Linked DNA regions of Hordeum vulgare: region 1 is linked to region 2. The links are chromatin contacts, called in public Hi-C maps. All regions are on one chromosome and are shown on one strand. Each heading gives the region's core, a stretch centred on a gene start, on an enhancer-like site or on the middle of the called end of the contact. The rest is flanking DNA. Distances are from core to core; before and after follow the strand shown.

What was found. Hi-C and Micro-C count contacts between places; a contact is called where the count stands out from the background.
Region 1: a Hi-C map of seedling shows a contact between it and region 2, with 3 times the contacts expected there. The contact joins two enhancer-like sites. A contact is called at or near these places in 4 of 6 Hi-C or Micro-C datasets (leaf and seedling).

What each region holds. Positions count from the first base shown.
Region 1 is chr1H:467,588,335-467,593,219 of MorexV3_pseudomolecules_assembly, reverse strand. No RefSeq gene overlaps it. Among protein-coding and RNA genes, the nearest start is that of LOC123445882, 110 kb to the left of the region's middle. Within about 2 kb of position 2,084, at least 3 of the 3 cell types and tissues checked have open chromatin away from gene starts, as enhancers often do. A contact at or near this core is called in leaf and seedling, where this site is marked.
Region 2 is chr1H:467,033,029-467,038,374 of MorexV3_pseudomolecules_assembly, reverse strand. No RefSeq gene overlaps it. Among protein-coding and RNA genes, the nearest start is that of LOC123445839, 11 kb to the right of the region's middle. Within about 2 kb of position 3,269, at least 3 of the 3 cell types and tissues checked have open chromatin away from gene starts, as enhancers often do. A contact at or near this core is called in leaf and seedling, where this site is marked.

The DNA of each region.
Region 1 (4,885 bases), core at 835-3,334, 560 kb before region 2:
AGCGCAAACAATATTTTAAAGCACGAACATTTTTTGAAGCTTGTGTTAAAATTTGTGAAATAGAAAACAATTTTGAAAAACCCTGAACAAATTTGAAAGAGCAAACAAGTTTTGAAAAAACAACCAGTTTTTTAAATTTTGAGAACAATTTTCAAAAATCTTGAAGAAATTTGGAAGCGCGAATTGTTTTTAAAGCACGAATAGTTTTTGAATTCTGAGAATAAACTTTTGAAAAGGAGAACAATTTTGTAAAACCCCTAATAAATTTGAAAGCACGGACATTTTTTGAATTTTGAGAAAAGTTTTGAAACCGAGAATAATTTTAAAAACCTGAACAAATTTGGAAGCGTGAACAATGTTTTATGGCCAGATCATATTTTGTATGTTTAGAATAAAATTTTGAAACGGGTTTAAAAAAAACAAATAGATTTGGAAGCGCAGACAATTTTTCGAAAATCCCGAATATTTATTGAATCTTGAGAACAGTTTTTTGTCGCACGAACAGTTTTTGAAGTTATAAATATTTTAAAAGAACGGGAACTATTTGAAATTTAGAACACTTTTCGTAAAAGCTAATACATTTTTCTAATTTGAAAAACAATTTTGGAAATACCAAACATTTTTCGTAAATCCAGAACGTTTTTCGAAAACTCAGAATATTTTCTTAAAAGTTAAATAACATTTTCCGAATTTGAAGCACAATTTATGGAATTTCTGAACATTTTTCAAAAGTGACGAACATTTTTCAAAAATACAGAACTTTTTTTGACAATCCAAAACATTTTATTTAAAAATAAAGAATATTTTAGAAAATTTAGAACATTTTCTAAAATAGTAATAAAAAGTAAAAGAAGAAAAGATATACTAGTAAAAAAAGAAAACGAAAACTAATTCAGTGGAGGGAACCTTCTATAAGTTTTCAAAACTGAAAAAAATCTGCGGCGATCTCTTCCCAAAACCGGAGCGATCTGCCAGGACTGGGCCAATCCATCTTTGTTAGACCATCGTTGCCCCCTATGTGAAGCTCTGACGATTCGCCACAACGAGCGGCGAATAAGGTTTTCCTCAGAGAAGACATAACCCTTTAAAAAAAAAACGGGGAACACATATATCTTGGCGCACTTATACGACGTATGTTAGGTCCAATAGTCATGTGCAGCCCGTGTCTGGACTACATGGCCACAGTAGTTGTCGAATATCCAAATATTACAGTTTCTATTCTGTACAAAAACTTAGAAACCAATATTATATCTTATTATTATCATATATAAAACTAACATGATAGCAAATAATATACAAATTTGATGTAAAAAAATATACACACATAGTCACAATCTGTTTCAATATATTTTTAAAAACTTTATGTATCTTATTATTACTTGATGATTAAATAAATTAGTTCTGCTGAAAAATATACACGTAACTCAAAAAGGACGATAACGTTTTTTTACACAGACCATCATTTTGAAATCGTTCACATAATGGGAAACAACTAATAAAAAATGAAAAGGCAGAGGTACAACCATAAAACCGCAAAACAAAAAGTAGTCATATGTTCTAGAAATGTTCATCATTTTTGTAAATGTACGTACATGTCAAAAAAAGTGTTCGTTATAATCATGTAATTATAACGTGGTTGTTTGTTTTTAAATATAATCATGTATTTCTTGAAATGCCTTATATATTAGCTAAATATATTACCAAAAAAGAGAAAAACTAAGATTATAACTAATAAAAATGAAGGAGGGAATGAAAAACCAAAATAATTAAGTAAAAAAAACTTGAATAATGAAAGATTGTATAAGTAAACATAAACTTAGAACAATAATAAATATAGAAACGTAAAGTAAGGGGAAAACAGAAGAGAGAAAGAAAAACAGAAAATCAAGAAGAAGAAAAATCACACAAAGAAAACGGTAAAAAAACCTCCGCATACTTCTTCCTCTAGACTGGTCCATGTCAGACTTGTGTGCCAATTTTTTGCTATACCTTGCTTCTAGTGCTTTGTAAATGGCCGGCCCAATTTCTTGCCGATCACATATACTTACAAAACAAAGAAACAGGGGAGCAACTAGGGAAGCTCCTATGCAGCACTGGACGCGTCCGTTAATGATCGGGCGCCGGCAGCTTCTCTGTCCTGGACGGCCCACTAGTTTGCTGCCCATTTTCTTGGATCTGTTTTTGTTTCTGTTGATCCCATTGAAAAACATCAATATTTTAAATTTATTATGAAAATAAAAATATATAATTTAAAAATATTTACAGATTTAAATAAAAAGGTTCATCCATTTGAAAAAAGTTCATATCTTTAAAATAGCTTCATCAATTTTGAAAAAAGTTCGTCAATTCAAATTTTTTTTATTAAATTTGAAAAAAACTACATCCAATTTGAAAAAAGTTCGTCAATTCGAAAAAAACTTCGTCAAACTTGAAAAGTGTTCATTAAATTTGAGAAAAGTTCATAGATATTCCAAAAAGGTGTATGAATTTTTTGAAAAAGTTCATTGAACTGAAAAAACAGTTCATGAATCGTTAAATAGTTTATCAATTTTGATAAGAAACCATCCGTTTTTCAAAAGGTGTTCATCAAATTTCGATATTCAAAAAAGTTTATAGAATTTTAATATTTTATAAACGGTTCATCGATTTTTAGAGAAAAGTTCACAATCTTTAAAAAACAATTGAAATTTAAAAAGTTCACTGATGTATAAATATGTTCACAGAATTTGAAAAGAAAAATCGTCAACCAACATCTAGATGGCCCGACCCATTTATGAACGGCACACGCGCGAGTTCACAAAAATGAACGTTAACTAGCGATGTGGCGCCGAATATGAAATGGCAGCAACTAGTTAACGAGCGCTTCTTCAGGAGCCTTCGAGCAAGCAATTCCAAGCGCCGTTATTTGGCGCGTTCTCAACCGTCGCTATGTGTCGTGTTTTGAGTGTTTTTTTCGGATTTCGTTTTTTATTTTTCCACACGTGTTTTCGGCATTTTAGATTGATTTTTCCCCTTTTTTTGTGTTTCGGTTTTACACCGCTCTTTCTTAACTTCCTAACAAAAAGTTAAATAAAAATTTGCGCGGAGAAACACGCTTTTTTTGAGGAGAGACACGGTTTTGTTTTCGCGAGAGGTATGGCCGTAAAAACAAAATAATGCATTCTTTTTACTAGAGGCATGGTTTTGCTCTCGCGGGGGGTACGATTTTTTCTATCGCTAGAGCCACGGTTTTTTCATCCGGTTTTTTAGTGAGAAAATTCATCAAAACCTATCAACATGGGACCTAGTTTTGAAGATCTCGATGCGAAATACCCAATGATGAAAATGGTTCTACGGTTTAGGAGAAAAATTGTTTTAAAAATACGGATCTACGAAAAAACGAAAACTTCAAGGTTGGGACAATTGATACGCATGCAGTGCACCACTTGTCGCAAACTAGAAAGATGGAAGTGATCTTTGAAAGACGAACTCCTCAATTAGTGATTTCGAAGAATCATGGACACAAATTGTTGTCACGGTTCAGACTATGCACGTAACATTAGGTGACGGGGTAGTGGCCCGTGGGTATACAAAAGTGGAGGAAGCCCTACTCCAAGACATTTGGGTCCGATTGCCCCCCTCAGCCGACTGGCGGCAGACGGCTCGTCTGGACATCGTTCTGTCGGCCAGCCGGCCCGTTCGTCTGGCCCCAACGGCAGCCGGCGGGTCAGCGCCCGTCCCATCAAGCCGTACCGACGTACGACGACAAGACCAGACTCCCGATGCAGAGGTGCCCGTGAGTACAGTACCCATTAATAGGCCCGGCGTGGCCACAGGCGTGATGATGCGAGGGGCAGCAAGGCTACAGGGCCACCGGTCACCCCCGAGGCTGACCGGGCAAGATGGCCGCGTAGCCATGCGTGCGCCTACCTACTCTGTGACGACCGACGTGCTAGCCGCTATGGCGTTCGGCCGGTGGGACCACCGTCGGACAAGACCCGACAATCGGCGGGTCCCACAACCACCTGGAGAGGCCAGGAGCCGGGCCCCTCCCCCATCTTTTTCCCTTTACTATTTGACCCTAGTTGAACTATAAAGACAAACGCCAGCCCCTCGAGGGAGGGTCCGACAAATACTCCAACACGAACACCCCTGACTTAACACACGAGAGAGGTAGCGAGGTCGGCGGCGAGAGCTCCGCCCCCTTCCTCACGAACAGCTCGAGGAGCATCACTGTACCGTTATCACCTATAGTCACATCGGCAGGACTAGGGGTTTACCGCACTGGAGGGTCCTGAACCTGGATACATCGCCTTCATGTGTCTCACGCCTACACCCGTTCTCAGACGCCTCCAGCACCCGTAGGCTCCAAACCACGACCTAAGCCACCTCGTGGCATCTGCCAGAGAAATACCACGACATTAGGCCTTTATCTTTTCTTTAAAACAATATTACTATATTTATGGTAAAAGTAATAGTTAAATATTCATGAAAAGTTTCAAAACCAAATTGCGCACATGTTAAAAAAATCTTCATACATTTTAGAAAAAGATCAATGTATATTAAAAAAAATGCTCACACCATATATTAAAATTACTCACCACGTAGTTAGCAAATGTTCAGCGTGTATTGAATAATTGTTCACCTTGTATTTAAAAAATATTGAACGTGTATTGAAAAATATATCCAGCATGTATCAAAAAAATGTTTACTGTGAGTTTAAAAAAATGTGCTATGTTTATGCAAAAGGGTTTAATGTATATTCAAAAAATATTTAGCACACACATGAAAATATTTAATATATATTCTAAAAATATTCTATGTGTATTAAAAATTTCAATATGTATTTGAAAAATTATCAGAAGAAAGAATCATAAGAAAATAAAAATAAAATGCAAAATACAAA
Region 2 (5,346 bases), core at 2,020-4,519:
GGATTGATGGCTCGCTTGGTCACCGGCGAAAACATCAAAGCCGAGGACATCTTCATCTCCGACCAATCCCGTGCTTTCGACAGTACCACCCCGCGCATCAAGGTGGTTCATCACCAGATCAACGGGTTCACCCCGGGACAGGGATTCAAATTTAGCGATTTGGAGTACGTCACCGACGCCCAAGGCGATTTGATCCTCTCCGAGGTCTAAGCTTTGGCCGAAGAGCTTGAAAACTCTGAAGCCTTAACTTCGGGACGCCTTAACTTCGCGGCCTCTCCCCGAACTCGAGTCTGAGACAGAATCTACTCCTGACGTGGCCTTGAGCCAGGATCTGACCATGGTGTTCGAAGGCCTGAGGGTAACCTTGAGCGAACACACTTTTTATGCTGAAGCACCGGAGCTCAACTCCGCGAGACCCGTGAGGACTAGTCCAGTAAAGCTCTCGTTGTCAAACGAGTCGATGACCCGAACCCAAGCCACGGATAGTTCGAATGGTTTGGTCCCGATCCAGGATCCTTCCGGCTCCGAGACTAGATGCGGGGAACCTTATTCCGCACCCACCACCCACTTCATTGCCACTATCAAAGATCTAAGCGATTTGTTAGACTTCTCCTCAGAGGAAGCCGAAGATATTGAAACACTATTAGATCACCTAGTCCTCCCGCAATGGGACGATGGATCGCCGCCTCCATGTACGACGTCTACATGATACACACCCCCAGGGACGATGGCGCTACAGGGAAAAGTGATAATGATGCCCTGGTCCAAAACAATGGCGATGAATCTGTCAAGCACCGTCGCGAGCGCAGAAATCCTAAAGCTCGTAAGGGCAAGGAGAGTAATGCGAAAACCGGAGATAATCCCACCCTCGGGGATACAAAAAATCACGTAGAATCCCTAGAACCTGCACACCTCGAATACAACCCCGACTCACTTGGCTACATGGATCTAGATAAGCCCGAGGATCTGGACGATTCCAAAGACAACAAATACATCCCTCCAGTCGAGGAGGAAGATAGCTTGGGAGATGAAGATTTCATCGTCCCCGTGGATCCACTGGATCAAGAAGTATTCGACCTCCTAGAACCTCTGTCTGTACCAACACAAGCCTAGCAAATGATCACAATGGACTTCGTTGAGGGCCTTCCTTGCTCCTCTGGTTGAAACTCTATATTGGTGGTCGTCGACAAGTTCTCTCGGTGTGCCCATTTTATTGCCTTGTCCCATCCCTTCACCGCTTTCCAAGTTGCACATGCCTTTGTCGCACACAAATACAAACTACATGGACTGCCGGAGTCTATTGTCTCGGATCGTGACCCAATATTCACGAGCCTCTTATGGAAGGAGCTATTCTGACTGACCCACACCAAGTTGCGGATGAGCACGGCGCGCCACTCTCAAACAGACGGACAAACAGAGCGGGTCAACCAATGCCTGGAGACATTTCTTCGATGCTTTGTCCATGCCTGCCCCACCAAATGTTATGCTTGGTTACCACTGGCTGAGTTTTTGTACAATACATCCCGCACTCTGCATTGGGCACTACTCCCTTTGAAGTTCTCTATGGGCATGCGCCACGACACTTCGACATCATCGATCATGTCGCCTGCGCATCCCCAGATTTGGCAGACTAGCTACGGGACCGCGAGCAAATGACAACCCTAATTCGCCAGCATCTTCTTCGAGCTCGTGAGACCATGAAGGATTCGGCAGACAAGCGTCGATCGGATCGGGTTTTCGCTGTCAATGACTGGGTATTTCTCAAGCTTCAACCATATGTGCAACGCTCCGTCGCCACAACGCTCAACCAGAAGCTGGCTTTCCGTTACTTCGGCCCCTACAAGATTATCCAATGCATTGGCGTCGTGGCTTACAAACTCCAGCTGCCTGCTTCAAGCACTATTCACCCGGTCTTCCATGTGTACCAGTTGTAGCAGGCTCTTCCCCCAACAAAACAAGCCCGGCAGCAGCTTCCAACGACAACATCAGCAAGCGCGCAGCCGGAGGAAATCCTAGAGCATCGCGTGATACGACGAGGCAACCGAGATGTTTCCGCAGATCCTGGTGCGCTGGGTCGAGCCGCCACCAGACTTCGCCACCTGGGAAGGCACTGACGAACTTCGCCGTCACTTTCCTTGGGCGCCAGCTTGGGGTCAAGCTGTGTCTCAAGGGGGAGGGAGTGTTACGACCCCTGCCTCCCTAGGCCCGCCTACTGTCGGTGGCCCCGCTCCAACGGTCGTCGCCACTGCTGGGCCAGAACGGCCTCGTCGACAAGTGAAGCCCAATAGCCGCTTCGCGGCCCAAGTCTGGGACACCGCTCGTTAGGTTAAGTAAGTGTCGATCCCTCCTGCGTGGGGTGTGAAGAAAGTAGACTGTAGCGGCGGCGGCTCTTCTCTCTCGAATCCCCTTCCCTCTCTTTCTCTCCAAACTCTGATTCGGGCCGAACCTTGTATGAATGTGTGATTGAGAGTGATTATCTACTAGGATCTTAACAATCCAGGTGTAGTTCGGCTTGCCATGCTCACAGGTGGCTACACTACGGTTTGGTAAAAGTGTAGGAGTATTTTCTTACGTCGTTTTGAAGACTTCAGCCATGTTTTTATCTCGTCATATTATCATCATTTCCAAATTCGAAGATGACTTCGGAACTAGTGCGGTTTTCACCATTTTCCGTGAAAGCGTCGCGGGGAAGTCTTGACCTGATGTTACCGGGTGGGGAGGAGCGGTGACGCGACGGTTCACCGGGAGGAGCTCAGGCTGGTCACAATGGGGAGGAACTTAGCAGTAACATCACACACTCCAATACAACTTTGCTTATGTGGCACGTATTTAGTGAAGAGAGAGGTGCTTGTGGTAACTAGCTAAGTTACCGGAACATTACACACTCCAAGAAACAATGAGTCTATAGCCTAATAAATGCATTGTTGCATGACACTACATACATGTTACTCTCCATTGTGAAGGTAGGAACATAGTTTAGGAAAGCGTGTAGTTTCCTGCCTTATGTTACTCTCCATTGTGACCAGCCTCACCCGGGCCGGGCGTCCCGTCATGCGGCGATTTCATAATTCAGACGCACGGACGTGTGGGGTTGCAGGAATCCTGGTTGTCTCGTCCCTAGCGCTGTGCGGTGTCGGGTGGCGATTGAGGAGGGTCACGCTCGCCGGAACCCTCATAATTAAAGTAAAGCGGGCGATTTGGAGCCGGAGGAGGACGAACTGGTGTACCTTTCAGATCGGTTGTACTCGTTGTACAAAGCTGCTCCGGATTTGCTGCGGCTGGCGATGCACCTGGGCTGCACGTCACTCCTATATGCGGCGGCGTAGAAGATCCGGGACTCAAATGATGGGTCCTTGGGGTGGGGTCTAGTTTAACTGGAGCAGTACGGCTTTACGATCTGCTGCTCGTACTTGTGTTTCCGGCCAATGGCGAGCCCTGCTTACAGCTAACAGCCCGTGGCACCAATCATTAGTTGATTAACAAGTCGTGACAATAGACCTAAGCAGCAGCGGCTAACCACGGGGAGACACGTAAACACCGTACTCATCAACGGCCCATTTAGGATCTGCATACAGTACTACATTTCCCAAAGACACGGCTTAAACAATCACCCGTCCGCCCAATCGTACGCCCATGACGGCATGGCACCTCGCGACCTGCGCTCCGTACTTTTATCCTACTCCACGCAAAGATTTCTGCGTGAGCATCGAGCAATGCCTCCCTCGCCCAATGGAAAACTCTTTTGACCATGGCCCATCCTTGTACGTATTTGTATTACTACTGCAAAATAGACTTTTTTTTAGAAAATGAGGCGTTGCCCCAGCCTCTGCATCATCGAGTGATGCATGCAGTCATTTTATTGATAACCTAAAAAGAACTGCAAAAATAGACTATCAGTGGGAGTATTATATTTGCGCTAGACCCCAGTTCCGTCAGTTGTCAGCAATGGCTCTGCGCCAATAAAACGTTGTCAATTCCGAGCTGTCTACAATTATTGGGTCCATTTATTATAAGTTCATTGTTGACCGGGACAAAGTGTTAGGTTCTTTCAGGCGCATGCTTGACTCGGAGCGCAGAAAACCTTTTCCCGCGCCTCCTTTTGGCAAGGATCCAGCGGCAAACGGGCTTGCTCTTTGGGGAAACGAAGGGATGCCTCCATCACAACACATGACCTCACATGGAAACCGAACGCGCGATTTTGGAAGCATGCAAGCTCCATTGCCATTGCCACGGAGAAAGAAAGTAGGACAAGAGACCCGTCAGCAAGGGGAGGGAGATTCCCCTCCTTTTTTATTCGGAGAAAAGTGGCTTTGCGAGGAGGAGGGAAAACAAAATGTGGCCAAGTTTCCCGTTCTCGGGAGAAGGAACAAAGTAGGGGGAATCTCGCGCTGGGTTGTTGGCATCGGCGACGAAGACGGTTGATGCGGTTGGTCGTTGCGAGCGTGGTGCAGAGCATCTGCCGCCGTGTGATGGTAAAATTGCTCATGTGGGAGTACTATATGCGGCGTGCTATTCTAAATATACCTTTTTCTAAAGCTTTTACTAAAAGACTACATACAGATGTATATAGACATACTATAGAATGTAGATTCATTCATTTTACTTCGTATGTAGACCCCTAGTAAAATATCTTAAAAGACTTATATTTAGAAACGGAGGGAGTAGTATTTTATGAGTTTCTTCCGGGTTGAAGGTAGATTTCACGACAAAGCACGTTGCTTAGCCTTTTTTTTTTCTTTGAGAGGTAAAACATGGTTTACTTTATTCAAAAATCGTAGTTTCGGGGAATGATTAAATTTACGCAAAAAAAAATACAGGAATGATTGAAGGATCATGACGGAAGCCCGTAGTATGCTTACCAGCTAGCAGCCCACAGTTGTTGCAAGGATTGTAAGCCCATATATGGGAAATGCATTAGAGCACCCCGGGTATCACGCACCACTATATGAAAGTAATATTGTAAAAATCATTAAAAAAATCTGAAACAACAAACCTAAGTGTCTGTTGTACACCCGTGTTCATTTTTACGGGGAATGAGCGCCCATGGTATCCGTTGTGCTGGATTTTACGATCCGACATATGATACATCTGACTTTTTTTCTATACATATATTATTTTGTCCTTTTTACTGACATTATCACGGGCATCCTTTCCCCACGAACCAAATACGGGTGTACAACGGGCATCCATGTTTCAAATCCTAAAATTTTAGAATTGTTAAAAAAATCATAATATATGTTTTAATGCTATATTCATATGGGAGCGTGTGGCATCCGAGAGCCACAAATTCTCTTCCCATATATATTTTTCCTTATATTTCTAAATATTCTAAATATTTCTATTATA